Linked DNA regions of Columba livia: region 2 is linked to region 1. Evidence: chromatin contacts called from public Hi-C data. All regions are on one chromosome and are shown on one strand. Each heading gives the region's core, a stretch centred on a gene start, on an enhancer-like site or on the middle of the called end of the contact. The rest is flanking DNA. Distances are from core to core; before and after follow the strand shown.

Region 1 (6,571 bases), core at 1,254-3,753:
GATCAGCTTGTCATCCACCAGTGGCTCCCAAAATCACGCCAAATGCAAAATAGCAACCAGAAGGGTAAAGCATTTTCTCTGCATCATGGTAGTAATCATTCACACTTCTATCATGAAAGGAAAACAGCTGATCATATGAGTTGGATCTTATGTTACTGAAGTCCAGCTATCACATAAATGTTCTCATTCTTATAGACTGCTGCAATCAACAAAGAAATTATGATAAATAAGAAGCAGTGGTATTTGTTAGAGCTTGATTCCTACAAGTACTGAATGTAATAGCTTTCCATTGAATTTAAGAGGAATCAGACATTGTTCTTAACCTTTGTGGCTGCCTCATTGCTTCCCACACTGTCACCAGGGTCAGCATCGTGTGTTCGGATATTAACAATGGTATGTCTGGTGCAAAACAATGTGTTTTTAATTACGCTAAGTCATATCAACTATACTGTTATTTTAATCCCACACCAGTTGCTACTTCTATTCTGTGTTATTAAGCAGAAACCGATTTGCTTGTTATGATAGCTACCATTTGATTTCATTTCAAGCTTCACTAAATTGGCGTAAAGGAAACAAGATAATCAGTGTTCCTTCTACGTCTACACGTCTCTTTATGTATGTCATTTTACAGTCTATTTCCTATGTGCAAGCAAGACATCAAAATATCCAGGATTCTTCACTCAGAACAAGGGGGTGTTTGAACATACCAATGTCTACCCATAAAGCTGCATGTCCTGAAGTAAGTGTTCCAGCTGATACAAAAGGCGACATTCCACCACACAAACTGCTGGAACATGCCAATCATTTTTTCCTCCTCCAATTAATCAGAGCCTAATTCAACATCTCCCTCCTAACAGTCAAATCCTCTTAATGTAATGGCTCCTAACTCTCGGAGAGATCACTTTTTAGAAACAGGACTTTGCACTAACATAGTGAAGCATGAGGAAATGTCGAAGCCCCAGCAGCAGGACTCTCGGCAGCCTCTGAAACGCCCCATTCTTTGCCCTGCAGCTGAGCAAGACAAAGGACTTGCTGCTTTCAGAATTTGTGGGTTTGCCTGTGCTGCTGTGACTGGATTCTCCCCCACAGCCTGCAGCAAGTGCTGGCTCCATTATTCCACAGCAAGTTTATTTCCTCAGATAAATTTTCTGTAAATTAAACCCAAAGGTTAAATAAAAAAATATTATTTCTGAGTATTTTGAAATAACGTGCATTTCGATATTCCCACGTTGCTTAGACATGCATGTGCAGGTATGTAATACACATGATAAGGCGGTTCACGGTGCAGTTATTAAGCACAAAAAGAAACGCAAGGGAGCGGTGAATGCATCTGACCACACAAGCATGTGTGCATGGAACCTCATGGTACAACACACGGGTTTCCATGATTGTCCTGCCTTGCCAGGTTTGGGTTTGTGACACTCTTTGGAAAAGTACGGCATTGGAAGCATGCAGCTCAAAGTATTTAACGCACCCTTAATCACAAACTGCATTATTTCAACTTCGTAACTGCCTGCCTATCAACACCATCTATACTCCCGGTGTCTCCCTATATGAGGTCAGTGTGTTTTATTGTTTTCTTCAGGAGCTTCCGTTGTCTTCCCCTATGGCTGGCCATGTCTCTTGGTGCCTGGCTATTTGAAATGCTATTTGCAGTTCTCCCACAGCATCAGAGATGGGAATATGTTGCTCCCTGCTGAGCACCCGCCGGCCATTGCCTGCTGCCTCCCAGCCTCAACTTCTTCCTTGTCTCCAGGCTGCAATGCAACACCCACCACATCTTACACCTCCTTCCACCCTCAGATCCACCCGGTTTCTTGTCCCGTTCTGTCTTCTCCCCGTCTCCAGCCCAATGGCTCTTTCCTCTTACATTTACACCAGGCAGCTGCTTTCTCCCACCTGCTTTCTGCCCCAGGTTTAGCATTTCAGCATGAGTGACAACATGGCAAAGCATCCCAGTTCTCAGTGCTGCTGCCAACCTCCTCCCAGCTCCACAGAGGCCACGGCAAAAGGTTTCTGCCCAGTCCCCCGGAGAGCCCGAGGCCAGCCCTGCTCGGTCCTGGGTGGCGTGGCGGGAGGGACAGCAATGGCAGTGGTGTCAGACCCAGGGGACACTGAAGGCAGAGCCATTTCCCCAGGACAGTGCGATGTCCCCACAGCAGGGCCATTTCCCCAGGACAGTGTCACGTCCCTAGGACAGTGCCATGTACCCGGGCAGAGCGGTGTCCCCAGGGCAGCCCTGCTGAGCCCCCATGACCCCACGCCATAACCCGCTCCAGTGCTCTGCACCGCCAACTTATACATTTAGGTCAATTTAACCTATTTCTTCTCCCTTCTTATTTATTGTAAACATGGAAAATATCTTAATTATTTAAGGATGCCGCCCCCCGCCAGGGCTCCCGTGCCGGCAGCGGCTCCGCACCGACCCGCTGCCCGCCCGAGGCAGCGCTGAGCGAACGTCCTGTCCGCGACCCATTGAATCGAGGCCCGGGCGCGGCGATTGGCGGCGCACGGGCGGCCCCGCCCCTCTCGTCACATGACCGGTGGCGAGGCCTCGCTGTCGCCCGCTCGCCACCGTCGCTCGCCCCTCGCTGCTGCCAGGCGTCCCGGACATGGAGCCGCGCTGCCGCTCCCCCGCCTGCCTGTTCCTCCTGCTGCTCGGCGCCTGCGGTGAGCGCGGCGGGACCGGCCCGGTCCCGCGGATGGCGCCGGGCCTGCGGGCGGCCGTCTGGGGGGGGTGGGCAGGTGTCGCACGTGACGCGGCGTCGGGCGCTGCCGGGGCGCGGGCGGGCCCGGGGCCGCCTCAGCGCGGCGGCGGCTTCCCCGGGGCGGCCCCGGTGCCGGGCCGCGCTGTCACCCGCGGGAGGGGAGCGGGGCCTGGCGGGGCCCTGCTGTTTCCGCCGCTGGGATGGCGTCGGGGCTGCGGGCCGGGCTGCGGCCACAGCCCCCGGGGCCGCAGCCGCCGGTGACCTGCGTGTGCGGGTCCTGTCAGCGCGGAGCTGCGGGGGCAGTGGTCACAACGGCGCGCAGCGAAACCGGCCGAGGTTCACAGGGTCCAAAACACAACGGCTGTTAAAAAGTTCTCTGAAAACGCAGAGCGAATTCAACGTCCGTGTCTGTGGAGCCAGGAGTTGCGCAAGCACGGTGGAGTGTCCCCGCTGAGGGCTCAGCCTGGCTCGCCCCGCGCTGAAACACAATAGGAAGCCCCTGGTGTCCAGGCAGCACGTCAAGTGATGTGTTCACCCTTCGGTTTGCTCAGTGTGTCACCTGGATGCTGACAACTTATGTTGTTAGTCTCTGTCAGACAAACAGACCATGAAGCAGTCCCGCAGCGTTCACGCTGCGCTCCCTAGTTTTAATACTTTTTAGAAATCTCGCTACGCTTTCACTGCCGGGCAAATTGAATCCAGTCCTGAAACGATTTACTACTGTGTAATGAGCTGTCCTCTGAAGTTGCTCTAGAAAATGAAGTAAAAGCCATGTCTTACTAGCTAATAGTCATATCTTACAGGTTTTTTCCAGTCCTGTGCAGTAGAAGTAGAAGTAAAGGATGCCTCTAATACTACGTGCCTGTATGCAAAATGGATGATGAAATTCTTGATACGATATGAAACAAACAGTAGTGATTATGTAAGTATTTGGAGGCGACTTTTGTTGAGAACTGTACTTTGTCCTGGGTAGAAGCTTAAGTACACTCTTTTGTCTACGGCATTTGATTTTTGAACCTGTTTTTTTTAATTACTAAATCAGTTGTTAAGAGTATTCCTAAATATTCATTTTTAAAACAAAGCATAAATTCTCAATTAATAGTGCAAATAACCAAAGTGCCATGTTGCACTTGCTTAAATGGCACACTGGTCAAACTTGATGGCTTTTGTGTATCAGTGTAGTAATGCTCTTAGCCCAAATAGTAAATGTAAATAGCACGGTCAAGATTTATAGCCAAGTTAGACTGGACTTTGGAACTTGAACCTGATGTGGCTCCTTTCTCAGTCGGATGTCAGGGACCTTTTTTTGTAGTTTTGTAGCCTGTAATGAGCACACTAATCTTGTGCAAGGTTCAGTCTGACTCAGCAGGTTCATAACGTTGTCATGGGGAAGAACTGCTATCCATGAAAATGTTTGAAATTACCCTTTTCTTGTAGAAAAACATAACCTTGGACTTGCCATCCAATGTGACACACGATGGAAGCGTCTGTGGCAATGACACACAAGCTGCACTTGTGGCATTGCAGTTTGGAGAAGGTCACTCTTGGAGCAATAACTTTACAAAAACCAATGAAACTTACCAGGGGGATTTTGTCACATTTACCTACAACACTAACGATACTGCTGTATTTCCTGATGCGAAAAGAAAAGGTAATATTCAGTGCAGAATCCTGCTTAAGAAACAGCCTTGGCCATAAGCGTCAGATCTTGCCTACCTAGCCTCGGTTGGCTTTTTCAAAGTTAGAAATGTTGATAATGTATCTAATGACTTCTGTGCCATGTGCTGCCTAACTGTTGTTTGTCATACCTGCCTACTGGGTAAGAATATGTACTAGTTAGCATCACTGAACATATAATTCTTTTAAGTGGAAAGGAAGGAGAAGGTTAACTATTTGAACAGCCTTGATCTGCGAGGTGCTGCTAGAACAGAACAGGCATATGGAAGATTCCTTTTAGCATGTACTACTTCACCTTCCACCTAGCAAAGCACTGCAGCGTTAGGCTTTCCCTGTACTCATACCTACTAATAGTAGTTTGTGGGTTTTTTCCTTAAAAAAGGAAGTAAAAAGGTTCACTTCCTAATGTCTAATTCTGAAAACTTAGTTACTTCTCTCTATTTGTCACTTCAGATCAGGACACATTGGTAAAACGTTTAAGAGAAGTTAGGATTGTTAAACTTTATTATCTCTTTGTCATATGGAATGATATAAAACATAACACTACATATGAATGTTCTTGCAATTCATAAAACATTAAAAGTTGTACTTTTTTGTAGGACCAATTACCGTTGTTGTAAAGGATAGTATGCTTCCAGTTCACCTGAATAACGTCTACGTGTGTCACAATGCCGACTCTTTTGAAACAGAAAACGTAATACAGATTTTCTGGAATGTTACGTTGCAGGCTTTTGTTCAGAATGGCACAATCAGTAAAAAAGGTGAGAGTTTTAATTTGTACATGAGCTTTTTTGTATTGTACCTTAGTGCAGGGAGCAGAGTTTCATAATAAAAAATCTACTAGCTCTGAGATGTGCTGTGCTGAACAATATTCATGTAAATATCCTTTAGTACATCTTTTCTTTTTCTTGGAAAAATAGGTTAGTAGAACAGATTTAGTAGTATATAGTAATGTAGATTGTTCCCATGCCAAGGGGGTCATCTAATAAATTGTGTGTTCCAGTAATCGGGGTATTAAAAATAAGTACTTCAGAACTACTGCTGCTGACTAGATCAAGGTTTTTAACTGCCTGCGTTCCATTTTCAGTGGCAGCCTATGCTTTTGCGTTTAAATCATCCAGAGCCTGTTGTCTTATCTTAGAGCTCAGCTACTTGAGAGATAAGCACATCATCCAGCTACATGCAGCTTACCTAGGGTTGCTTACTTTGTTTACAGCAGATGCATATCACGCTTCTGTAACCACTTAGCTATCTTTGTCCGTGTGTTTCGCTTCCGTGCGTTGGAGGTAGGTAGCACTGCACATGCTGCGTGGATTTAAAACTGTGGGCATTACAGAATTTCTGAGAATAAGTGGTAGCTGTAAATTGTTTGGAATACTGTGCTGTAGTGCTGAGCTTGAGACTTCCAACTTGATTAGCAGACTCCCTAGATTTCAACAGAGAAATCGGTGTCTGTATTGAAGTGACCTCTGAGTCAGGAGACTTTAATAACATTTCAGTGCTGAAATGGTGGTTAAAATTTCTTTTCAGAGTCCAGATGTCGTGCCGACACACCTACTTCTGCACCTACCGTTCTGCCTACTATTGCCAATGTAACTACTGCATCTACCAGCACTTTGTCACCCACTCCAACCTCTGCGCCCAAACCTGTGGAGAATCCAGACACAGGAAACTATTCTCTGAAAAGTGGAAATAAAACTTGTCTTCTGGCTACTGTGGGGCTGCAGCTGAATGTTTCCAAAGACAAGGTGCTTGTCTTCTATTTTAGAAGAGTAGAAAGGTTGCTGTAGTTATTTGGTGTGAAATGTGAGCACAAAGTGTTCGCTTCATACACTGCTCGTCGTCCAGAACCGCTTCTAAGTATTGTACATAGCACCTCGCTGATGTCAGAGCAGTATCGTGGCATAATACCTATCTTCAAAACCTTATGTGGATTCAACTTAACTCATTCCCAGGAATACCTCCAACAGCATTAAAAGCCTAGAACTTTCTGAGCTGTTAATGCCGTTAGTCCCTGCAGATACTGTCTTTCCCCACAGAGGGTGCCAAAGCTAACCTGTTGTATTAGGTCAACAAAATAAGACTTCACTGGGTGATTTGTTTGCGTCAGTATTGCCAGCACGCAAGCTTAGCTTGAGTAGCCTTGGTTCAGTGGCACCCAGGCTCAGTCCTCCTGCAGTTATATT
Region 2 (6,571 bases), core at 2,317-4,816, 48 kb after region 1:
CAGGTTTCTCTAAAGCCTGGGCCCTTTCCCCAAACCAGCTGGCTGGTTTTAATTTTGCTGCAATACTAAGCCTGGTGCTTTTTCATCGGCAGGACCTGAGGCCGCTGTACGCGGGGCGATGTCAGTACTACTCCAAGAGTACGACCCAACCAGAGGTGAGAGAGCGTTCGGCTGTGCTGTCTCTGTGAAAGGGCTGGCTTCGTGGTGCGGGTGGAGGAACCTGCGGCCAGGCTGCTCTGGGCTGTCCTGAGAGGTCCATGGAGGAGGAGGGGGTGGGAGCAGGGTACTGGGAGGACTTGGGGAGCCAATTCCTCCATGCTTGGTACTGCCACATTGGTAAAGAAGCAATTGGAGACAAGAGGCCAATGGTACCTGGGGTGGATTAGAAGCAGGGTGGTCAGTAGGTTGAGAGAGGTTCTCCTGCCCCTCTACTCTGCCCTGGGGAGACCACACTGGTGAGTGTCCAGTTGTGGCCCCTCAGTTCCAGCAGGACAGGGAACTGCTGGAGAGAGTCCAGCGCAGCCACCAAGATGCTGAAGGGAGTGGAGCATCTGCCGTGTGAGGAAAGGCTGAGGGAGCTGGGGCTCTGGAGCTGGACAAGAGGAGACTGAGGGGTGACTCATTCATGGGGATCAATATGGAAAGGGTGAGTGTCAGGAGGATGGAGCCAGGCTCTTCTCAGTGACAACCAGCGATAGGACAAGGGGCAATGGGTACAAACTGGAACACAGATGGTTCCACTTAAATATGAGAAGAAACTTGTTCATGGTGAGGGTGCCAGAGCCTGGCCCAGGCTGCCCAGGGAGGTTGTGGAGTCTCCTTCTGTGCAGACATTCCAACCCGCCTGGACACCTTCCTGTGTAACCTCATCTGGGTGTTCCTGCTCCATGGGGGGATTGCACTGGATGAGCTTTCCAGGTCCCTTCCAATCCCTGTGAGAGGATGTGGGATAGGACAATGTACCAGTTTCTCTAGTTCTTCAGCTGTGCATTTGTTACAGGAGCGGGGTGGTGGGTTAAGAGTTCAGACAGCACTGAATTCTGTGGATTCGGGCAACATACACCAGCCTCGGCGCCTCTGCTGTCTATTGACTTCTCCAAAGAGAAGCCTGTTGGGGATGGGTGTTCCTGCCACATACCAGTGGTGTGTGTGGATGTACATCTTTGGCTGCCTTTGCTGTGCACTGAAAGCTTCTCTCAGATTTCCTCACAAGTTCCCAAGTAATTTTGAGTAATAACTATGTTCTAAATTAAAATGCCTGCTTGAGGTGCAAAGTAAATACTACCCAGTGGCATTGGTGGGGTCCATTCACTTTTCAGCCCAAAGACTATGCACATGAGCTTGAGTGTTACTACCTGTAGACAGACAATTAACAGCTTTAGTCAGTTATTGACCAATATGGGAATCTTGCTCCCAGTTTGTATCATCCTATTGACAACTCTTTGCTCTGGGTTGCTGTGGGGTGAGGAGTGTTAGTTCAGCAAGGCTGTGGCTGCTTGTAAGAGTTGCACAACCCCCTTCCTGTGCAGGCATGTGCTTATCAATGCCTTCCCCACGGTGGAAGGAAACACTGGTCTGGTCTAGTCTAGTGTGTCTTTATTCCAGTATAACTGTGTACTTTGTAGGGGCTGTGCTGCAAGATAAGGAAAGGAAAACCTTCCTGGGGCTAATCTGGAGATCAGTGCACAATCTACATGTAGTGCAGGCCAAATAGTAGCAGAAAATGTTTGGTGATTTTGTGCTTTATGTATTTTTTCTGTATTCACACAGGCAATCTGTCACCCGCAGCGCCGTGCACCCTGCACACCAAAAATAAAAACCAACACCTGCTTCTGCTGTGACCTGTATAACTGTGGAAAGTGAGTAAGCTAAAAATACCATTCCTGGCCATGGGAAGGGCGAGCAGTGGTCATGCTGGTTTGCAGGGGCCTGAAGGGCCAGGATAGGGCAGGAGCAGAGTGTCGGTTAATGACGACTGTTGTGGGAAGGGAGCTTAAGCTGTGGCTGTTAGCCACAGGGACTCGCAGAAAGAAAGATAACCAAGTAAAGGGGTGTATGAAATGTGCTAAAGCCATCCCAGCTGCGGGTGAGCGTGCTCTGGGCCAACTCGGCTGGAAAAATGAAGATGGCGGGAGTTGCCATTACCTCCGTGCTTGGTGTCGTCCCCAGTTTTTTCCCCTACTGAGTGTCCCTTGTCCTAACACCTTCCTTCTCTGTTAGCACCGCTTGTTTGCTGGGTTTTATTTTGTTTTAGAAGATGAAAGGTGCGAAAACTGGGACACCGATCTTCCTCACCTTGTCACCGTTTCATTCCCCGCCCTGCTAACAGGGAGGGGAGTTTGCAGGCGGGTTCCACCTGCCTGTTCATAAATCAGTGTCCTCTCTGCCCTGTGAATGTCTTTGGTGGTCACAAGAGGTTGGAAGGTGTACCAGCACTGTGCAAAGATGCGTCAGAAGGGCGGTTGCCTATCCAGAACCACTACGTAGTGATCACACCATCATTAGGTCTGGCTACTGCGCCTCAGCCAGCTTAATTTACAGCATGCACTGCTTAAATCATTTGGAGTGTCTGATGTGTGTCAGCAGGCGATTAATAAATTGATTTTTTCAGTGCTGGCTCTTGCTTAGGGCTGTTTCAGGCTTAGCATTTATCATGGTACTTAGTTGGGCTGGCCCTCACTTAAATAATTGGCTGTGGTGAGGAAGATCAAAAGCTGCCGCTGGGAGAAGTCGGTGCCATGTGCTGGGAAGGGTGATCTCTGTAGGACTTTGTTTCTGTGGAAGCCACTGCAGAGGGTTGAAGCTCATACTTTCCTTTGACGGTTTACAGAATGCAATCCCTTTTTACTAACTGAAAAGAGCAATACACAAAGAAGTGATTTGAATAGAAAAACTCGTAACTTCTCTGTATTTTTTTCCCAGTCAGGTTAGTTCAAGGTCCTGCCTCTGGCACATTTTCCCCTCTGTGATGTAAGATACCAGTTGTTATCATCTTAGTCTTGCTTAGTGCCACACAAGTGCTGTGCACTGAGCAGGTGCTGGTTCTTATGAGATCTCAGTGAGGAAGGCTTGGACACTTGAAGCTGGTTAGCTCATGTATTATGTAAAGGATGGAAATTATAGAAAAAGTGACAGCAATCTTGCATCCTTCCTGATGCTGGGAACCGCAGCTGTGGCAGCATGGGATGAGCCCCTTCCCGTTGATAAGTACACGCTGTACTTAAGTGTACAATGCTGAATGGCTTGCTGAGAGCTCTGCACTCACACATCTCCATAGGAACAAGCTCTTGCTTGTTTAGTACACACAGGCTGTATTGTTGAAGGCGGTCACGGTGTGTGCTCAGGTTATACAGAGGTCGTGCAGGCGGACACACAGGTTTGTGCAGCCCGTGGTTACGCTCTGCCTCGATGCTGCTTGAAATCCCTGTCTGCTTGTTGCAATGTCGTCTGCAGTGGCCTGCTACAACAAGACATGGGAAAAAGGAAAAGAAGAAGGCGAAACTGAGTAATGAGGGAAGGAGGATGGCTGTTGTGGAAGGGGACAGGTCCTGCAGGCCTTGCAGAGTCTGCTGGGAGCTGAGTCTGGTTCTCCTGACTCTTGGCCTTAAATATGAGCCTGTTCTTCCCCTTTTCCTCAAAACCCTGGTGCAGTTTGAGCCTAACCCCACGTGTGAGCTGGGAGTTAAGTCATTCATAAGCCCTTAGTATTGTTTGTCCCGGATAAATATGTTTTCTTAAGGGGAATTTTCTGTAACCTGCTGCATCTGGTAAGCCACGCCAAAGGCTGCGCTGGTCCCCAAGCGGCAGTCACAGGGAAGTCATTACTGAAGAATCCCGCCTGTGAGACTCCAGCCCACATGTTGTAAGAGCTGCTCTTCCCTTTCCAAAATAATGACCCAGTTTTCTCCCTCTCTTTTCTGCATGTGGAAAAGCTTAAAAATGTGAGCAGATAAACCTCTCCCTGCCAGGTCGCGGGGGTCCTGCCGGCCCCGGCCATCGCAGAGCTGCAAAGCACAGGTGGCTGGAGCAGGGTGGCCGAGCTGGATGTGTTTGTGGCCAAGCCCTGCGGTGCCCGGGGCCAGCTGTGCTGTCCTGTGCTGTCCCATGCCAGAGCTGCCGCTCCCTGGGGCACCGACTGGTTTCCCTGGGTAGTGCCAAGACCGGTTTGTCCTTGGGAAGCCTCCAGGATCTCTGTGGAGATTGCAGATGGTAGAAATAAGAGGTGGATTGAGACTCAAGGTGATTTGGGCATTTGCAGGGCTTGCAGGGCTTGTTTGTTTCGCAACAGATCAAGCCATCTTCTGCTGTTGTCATACAGGGAGATCTCGGATGCCACAAGCGCGGAATCTAGCAGGCTTTATCTGCACGCCCTTGGGAGTTATAATGGGTCCAGGTTATCATATTTCAGAATGCATTTTACTGCCCTGCAGAAGTGCTTAAGTTTTATGACGTGTGGTGCATTTTTTGTCTTTTTCTTTTTTCCTAATCTAGCAGAGTAGAGATTTCTGGAGGCTACTATGAGTACATTGATGTCAGCAGCTGCCAGGACATCATCCACCTTTACCACCTGCTTTGGTCAGCAACCATTCTGAACATAGTGGGGCTGTTCCTAGGGATCATTACAGCCGCGATACTTGGAGGCTTTAAAGACATGGTAAGATGGTACCAGTTTCTCTGTGCATTAAATGAAATTAATCAAGCAAATTGCCTTTAAAAAAATAATGAAAACAGGTATTGGTATTTCAGTGCAAATGATCTATGCATCACTGCAATTGGGCTTGAAAGAAGGGCATGAAATAACTGTAAGGAGAAAGTGGAAATGATTCACTTTTCCGATCTGGTGTCATCACCTGAACATGATTAGAAAAGATGAAGAGAATTGGGAGATTGTATTTGCAAAAGGAACCCTCTGTGAGGTGTTGGTAATGCCAGGATGAATAAAAAGAAGCTCTTTCTTAAAAACTGATCTTCCTTTTCATGGCACTGACCTTTCATAAGGGCATGTGTGGTGGTTGCTCATGAATTGTTGATTTCATAGCAGTAGTAGGGTTCTGAGCTTTACAGACTGTTTAAGCAGCTGTGTTAGGCTGAAACTCTCCATCTAGTTTCTGCGTGGTGCAGAATCTGAGATGGCGAACTGGGCACCAAAACCGGGTGAAAGATTTTAAACTTCAGATAATGAAAAAAATGCTGTTCTGACAATGTGGGCTTTGAAATACTGTTTCTTAATCAGGGTGCCTGCTACCTTCCATACAGTTTTGATTTGCAGAGGATGAATGGCTGGAGAGAACTGAACATTCAACAGATAAATTTTGGGTCTGTTTTGATCTCTTGTGACTCATTCACGATAATACAAAATGAGACACCCAGAAAAGCTCATTTGTTATCCTGGCAATACATTTTTCTTACGAACAAGTCTCTGGCCCTGCACTAAGGGTGCCGTATTTCAGAACTCTGAACTTTCCTACATGCTTTTCAGACTCATCAAGATCTTCCCCAAGAAAACAGGAGACACATTCCCAGCTGTGCATTGTGGCCTTCTGAGAGGTGATCTACACCAGCCAGCCTGTAAACCTCTGCAAAAAAAGCTGTACGGGAGTGTCTGTGAACAGCAGTACAAATAGGGTTGAAATATGCTGATCTCAAAAAGCACTGAGGAACAGTATAATAAAAATGAACGGATTACTTCTCCTACTTGTTAAACTGCAATCTGAACAGCTGCTTTGTTGGAGCAGTGATGTGCATTCGCTGTTGCCAGCTTGTTCTGTGGGCTCTGAGAGGAAACAGTAGGTGGCTGAGGAATGAAATGAGCTGGAGACTTACCTGCTGCCTGAGGGGGAGCCGGATTGCCAGTTGCTAATTTGACAAGAGTTGAGCTCTAAAGACGCACAGTGCTCCTTTAAATCATTTCTGCTTTCACTCAGCTGTCAGCTTTCTGTGACTTGGTTAGCAGCCTGAGATCCTCTTCTTTTTGTTTTAACAGACTCCATCCCTCCCTACGCTGAACTGTACGGTTGAAAATGCGCACCCTTCGGTGTCCTACTACTCAAGGCCACAGGTGGCATCTTACAACACTTACTACCACAGCACTCCTCACCTGCCTCCCTACTCCGCATACGACTTTCAGGTAGGGAAAATTATAAGATGTTTTCTTGTTTAGCGGCAAGGTTAAACCCAGCCGGTCTGCAGGATTCAGTAAACCTGTCATCCCGTCATTCACACAGTTTAATTTTCCTGTTCCTGCAGAGAATACCACATCTTTCCTCTTCGGCGCTGGTCCTTGGCAGTGTTCTCTCTTGCTGTGGTAGTGTTTTCCTGAGAGCTGCCCTTGAGGAGAAGGCAACAGAACGTGCTGCCTGCCTCCCCTGTCGTTCACTGCTGGAGGCCACATTAAAAATAGGCCTTGCCCCTGGCGTGCGTGAGGACTCTGAGAGAGGCGAAGGGAGGTGTTCACGTGCTAGTCTTTGTTAGGCCAACTGCGATGTCTGGGAGAAACAGATGAGCTTTTGGAAACAAGCTATTTGTGCTCATGAAGGCACATACTGACTGGAAAGCTATTCCGTTGCGGTTC

Evidence for each region. A called contact is a pair of places that touch in the nucleus more often than the background predicts.
Region 2: a Hi-C map of liver shows a contact between it and region 1, with 2.1 times the contacts expected there. The contact joins the enhancer-like site here to the promoter of LAMP2 in region 1.

Annotation. Positions count from the first base shown.
Region 1 is chr12:17,850,060-17,856,630 of bColLiv1.pat.W.v2, forward strand. LAMP2 (lysosomal associated membrane protein 2) reads left to right here and starts at 2,504. Exons shown (of 9, transcript XM_065077981.1): 1 at 2,504-2,670; 2 at 3,512-3,630; 3 at 4,146-4,359; 4 at 4,985-5,146; 5 at 5,916-6,133. The coding sequence starts at 2,613.
Region 2 is chr12:17,896,750-17,903,320 of bColLiv1.pat.W.v2, forward strand. It overlaps TMEM255A (transmembrane protein 255A), which reads left to right. Exons shown (of 9, transcript XM_065077992.1): 5 at 93-155; 6 at 1,771-1,859; 7 at 4,495-4,654; 8 at 5,984-6,127. Among named protein-coding and RNA genes, the nearest start is that of TMEM255A, 18 kb to the left of the region's middle. Within about 2 kb of position 3,567, at least 1 of the 3 cell types and tissues checked has an H3K27ac peak away from gene starts, as active enhancers do.